2 separate regions of the Aedes aegypti genome follow, and region 2 is linked to region 1. Evidence: chromatin contacts called from public Hi-C data. All regions are on one chromosome and are shown on one strand. The core of a region is the stretch at or near the end of the contact, and the rest is flanking DNA. Distances in the headings are between cores, read along the strand shown. Region 1 holds the start of LOC5576869 (mucin-3A). Region 2 overlaps LOC5576869 (mucin-3A).

What was found. A called contact is a pair of places that touch in the nucleus more often than the background predicts.
Region 2: a Hi-C map of whole pupa shows a contact between it and region 1, with 2.3 times the contacts expected there. The contact joins the enhancer-like site here to the promoter of LOC5576869 in region 1. A contact is called at or near these places in 2 of 2 Hi-C or Micro-C datasets (whole body and whole pupa).

The regions. Positions count from the first base shown.
Region 1 is chr1:161,791,470-161,794,141 of AaegL5.0, forward strand. LOC5576869 (mucin-3A) reads left to right here and starts at 1,377. Exons shown (of 6, transcript XM_021852790.1): 1 at 1,377-2,274. The coding sequence starts at 1,977.
Region 2 is chr1:161,857,900-161,860,571 of AaegL5.0, forward strand. The region is part of intron 1 of LOC5576869 (mucin-3A); the gene reads left to right. Among protein-coding and RNA genes, the nearest start is that of LOC5576869, 66 kb to the left of the region's middle. Within about 2 kb of position 1,297, at least 3 of the 3 cell types and tissues checked have open chromatin away from gene starts, as enhancers often do.

The sequences.
Region 1 (2,672 bases), core at 127-2,626:
TTCAACGGAATGGTTTTCAGAGACACGGACATATTCTGAGTTGCTGGGTCATAGAATATTGCGCAAATGTAGCCATTAAATTAGAGAGCTGAGTGATCTTCATATGCATTTCAGAAATTTTTTTCTGCAAGTCGTTTAGACTGAACTGATGTGTGCGGCATTCAAAACATAGGTATTTGGGTGAAACATTGCCGAAAATTGTCTAGCACACGGCGTTGCGTATGCGTTTTGTAGACTTTACATTGCAGATATAACTCTTAAAGATTGTACTCCTTAAAAGCTATATAAACAAGTTACTGGAAACTCAATACAAAATGTCCAACAGATTTTACGCGTGTATTTCTTGTAAATTCGCTGGTGGAGTTTCAAAATATTTTTTTTTTTTCCTAAAATGCTTAATTATCAATTACTGGCTTATTGCTCCCTCTTACTTTGAGCAAAATAGACCGATATGCCGGTAAAAAAATTAAATATCTAAAGGAAAGAACTCAATAATTGTTTTATGGCTTAACTAATAAATGTTCACGAAATATTCGGAATACGTTTTCAGGCATTTAAATTCATCAAACTTCTTTGATCACGATTGATATGTTAATAAAAATATTACAAGCAGAGCAACTACAAAAACAATTGTGATAGCTGTATTTATACACGTGCTTTATAAGGTGTTATATTACGTTAAACAATACCTTGATATATGAGAGATCCACTATAAGTGCGTTTCTCTACCTTCAATGTTTACTACTAATTCTATTTTTATGTACATTAACTTTGTTCTACCTTGAAAATATGTTTCAATGTGTTTCCAAAATCGGGAATAAATCGTGCCAAAAACGAGTGTCGCTAAAATCGGGTTTTACCAAATTCGGGAAAGCACTGTATTATTAATATTTCAGATGAGTTTCCAACAAAACCTTAGAGGAATCCTTGGATTAATCTCTGAGGAAATTTTAGTGATTCGAGAAAAATGCTGAGATTTCTGTAATATGTATGGATAAGAATTCCAAAAGAATCCCAATAAATCTTATAACAAAATCATCTTCTTGGTTTAAAAAACAAACCTGCATGCATTTCATTAACAATCTTCAGAAAAAAAATTGTCATAAAGAAGATTCATGCAGAAATAATTGGTGCAGTTCCTAGAGTTGCTCTATTACATACTATATTAACATGGCAACACTGGATGTGTACCAACCGACAATCTATGCTCAACATTGCTCACACTCTCTCAAAATAGCCACCTTCTCTTCCACCAACTTTCAAGCAACGCAATCCATGCCTACAGCCTCTCAGCCCCTGGCCAACATGCAACATAAGCGCGCGCGAGCGATTGTTTCAAGCAAGGTAGAGGCAAGCTGTTCTCTCATCCGCCCGTTAGTTTAGTTTCGTCGGTCGACCTGCTGCGATGCCGGTTATCGGTTCCGTTCCTTTCAAGCTTAACCGAACCGCAATGAGTTCAGGTGTTGAGTTCAGTAGTGTAATGTTTGTGCCTATGCTTAATTTGAATAATCGGGTTCACAGTGCTGCAGCAGTTTGGGATGTCGACCGTTGAGGAAAATAAACGGCAGATGCTATCAATGGCTTCGTAAACTCAGTTAATATTTAATTGATAGTTGTGTGCTTTTATGGGTGATAAGTTGAATAAGGTGCACATAATGTTGTTCGTACGTTAAAATAGTTTTGAAAATGAAGATTGAAATAAGTTGGCATCTGTGATCTGAACTAAGTTCAACAGGTTCAGCGAATAATGTGACGTGTTCTGGATGCTTTTAAGGTATAAAAGTAGATTTAACGAAACATAAGCTGCTGATGAGCTGAAAAATCAAACCATCGAATATGAATTCATTGCAAGTACGTGAATCGTTGTGCGGAACGTCTAGTAGTGGTGTAAACGGAGCGCGAAATTGAAGTTGTAGTAGCGGTTTTAGTCAACGTCCAAGACTTCGCCGCCAACCAGTGCACAACACGATGCAAAGATGCCTTTCGTGCAGCGTGTTGTGACCCCGAAGTATGTTGCACGGTCGACAAAACCGTCCCATTCACGCGGAACAGCTGCGTTGCCGGTTCAAGACTATGAGTTGGAAGCGATCACGAACCTAACGCTGAGCAATGCCCTCCGCCAGCTGGCCTCGCTGGTGCTCATCTCGAACCAGATTTTCACCGAACTCAACAAGGAATTGGCTAGTGTTAGTGAACGATCACTTGGGATAAAACAGCGAATCGACAATCTTTCCAAACGAGTGGAGGAATTTGACCCAAAGCAAGTCGCAGTCCGTAAGTACCCCTCTTCTCTTACATACTCAACCAGTTTCCGAAGCCTCTCGCACAGTCGGAAGCTTCTTTTTCCACTTTGTGCATCTGTTTTCTGTAGGTAAGAAGCTGTGGTCCAGCGATGTAGTGAGGCATGAGAAAATCATGAGATTGGTGGTGTATTTATGAAACCCGATATATTTATGACTGCAGACTCCTTCCGCCATGTTATTGACATTTGACTATAGAATATCCTTAAAAATAGTAACATAATAAAATCATATTTCCATCTCCTAAATATTTTGATTAGTTAGGGGATAATTTTTTTTATTAATAATCATTTATTTCATCTGAAAAGGTTGCAACGATGTTTGCCTAAAATTGTTAAAAAAAATCATTCGACATTTGTTCCAATGTTTCAA
Region 2 (2,672 bases), core at 47-2,546, 66 kb after region 1:
TCGATTCTCGCTTCAATTGAAGGAAGCTTTTCGTTAGTCGGAAAATTTTTCACTTGTCCACTGGTAGTTTTTTTGTCCGTTGTCTGATGTAAGTATGTTCAGGCTATTCAGCCTAAAAAATCTTTATCAAGGAAATTTCGCATTTCTTACAGATATATGTTATCTGAATAAACATTTATCAACATATTAACAAAAGATTAGTTTTCGACAGTTTCATTTTCAGTAAAACCAGCAGTTTCTTCGCTTTATGCCGTGTGCATAAATCGCAGAGCCATCCATTATTTTTGCGAGTAAACTTATTTTCCATAAGATTATGAATGTAACAAAATCAATTAAATTAAACTGTTAAAAATATTTTATAGAAAAATGTTGTTTCTTACAAGGCGCAAAATTTCAATCAATGTTACATCACTTATCAATGACATTGGGATGCGAACTTATCATACATATCATGTTTTTGCAAGAAAAATATATTTTTATTAATTTCTTCCAATTTATGCCAACTTTTTCATCATGATCAAATCGAAAACCCACTACACACCATACCATACCACTCGGGTTAATGTAGACGTCGTTTACTATTCCGTATGTACACCCACTTCATTGCACACACCTTCACCGTGCAGCTTGCTCGAATCAAGGAGATATGGGAAACTCTTCGAAAGTGTGGCATCAATGAATTCTGCCCACACAAAACACAAAGGTTTGAGTTTAGAGAGCGCGGAACGTGGTTTGGCATTTTTCCTTCCTCTCCACTTGATTTAATGTTTGTTCGGTCGGCCACCAGAGTATTCACTCAATGCTTTTTGTATGTGCACGATTATTTACTTAATTTGTCCGGGCTGGTGTGATGAATGTGTTCGTGAACCTTTGGTCTAGTGCACGCAAAGTCGATAATGTAACAACAACCGGTGGTTTCTCGAGAGCAAATAAACATAGTGGTGCACGTTTTTCAAAGAAACCATATGGTTTGGCAATTGATGCGCTAATGAAATAATTTCCTTGCCAATGTTGTCTTACCGTAGTTGTTAACTCACCGAGTCATCGAGCCGGGCAACGAATTCCGTCCGACTAACACACGGAAGGGTTGTGAAACGAATCTTCTAATGAGTACACGGTCGGAGATGGATTGCGGGCTCCATTGAGTGGATCCGATCGGTTTAAGTCTTGGTGAGATCGGAAACAGGTTTTGTGCACCGCTGATGGCCGAAGCAGCATTTTTATAAGTATTCCGATGAATGCACCGATCAATATATAGGCATAAGCGGCTATGGTTCTCGTTCACACACCGAGACGAAGGCAAAGCCACTCTGAACGGCATGCCCTCCCAAGTGGAGCCGGTCATCAACGAGGTGACACTGGTGGTTGTGATGGAAGCATCCCAAATCTGGACTGATTGTTATAAAGTTTGACCTTATCAAATGTTGGAAAGGTGAATAAAAACTATTCTACAAATTGCATACTTTCCAATACACCCGATTCGGTTTTTTACAGATTTTTGTACACGGCCGTACAAAATTGTAAAAAGACATGGACACCGTCTTCAGCCATTTAGCTGCACAGACTGTAACTTAACACTAGACAACGGCCAACCATGCTCCAGTGGCACAGCCGAGAAACATTCCTGATGAAAAGTCTCTCAATGGCTGAAGCGGGAATCGAACCCACACCCCATGACACGATGCGCTTAAATGCCGGACGACACTAAGGGGTCGTCCATAAATGACGTAGAATTTTAGGGGGGAGGGGAGTCTTCACGAATTTGTGACGATGTGTGATGAGGGGTAGGGAGGGGTCCCAACTAGTGGACGTAGCATTTTGAATCATGTCGGTAAAAATAGTAGCGTTGAAAATAAATCATTGACAAACAGTATTTTATTGCTTTTTTTGCTTGAGTTTCTAAACGGGTTTAAATACAATAATAAGACAGCTTACAAAACAAATGTGAATATGATATTATATTCGTGTCTAGATTTATCAATCAATAAACAAACAATTTAAAGTTAATTATAAAACAATGGTTTATAGACATGAAAAACATTGTTTTGCATTTGATATCAAGACATAGAATGAACTGTTTTAGTGTTATACCTATTTTCTATTGGAGCTTTATTTCTTCAAAAGAATAGAATATGCTTATTAAGATAAATATTCATATTTTCACAGTAAAACAAGATTCATTATTTAGTGAATAATTTGTTCAACGTCATAGAAGATCTCCGCTCAAGCAACTCATCGATTTGTGTTGATATACCATCGTTCTTGGTGGAATATCCTGGAGAATAATGAGGACGTCAAATTCGAGTGTTATCGAAATTGTCCTATGAATTATCTAAACCACTCAATTTTCACATTTTCAACCTTTTTAGCTGTAAACTTGTTATATGTTTTCATGTTGATAGCTAAAGTACTACAAATTAACCTGTATGAAACTAGAAAGCAAAATTATGTTACTTAAACAGGAAATAAGTCTTCAGTTTTGTTTTCCAAATGACTTTTGGCTGGGGAGTGCCTGGTGTAGTGGTTAGAACTCATGCCTCAATCTCGTAATAAAGATAGAGAAAAAAATATTTTTGAACGCCTCGGTTTATCAAACTATTATTCGTTAGATTATCCTGACGTTTTAGTCAGAGTAATTATTAAATTTCTGAATTTCATTATTCCGTTTTAGC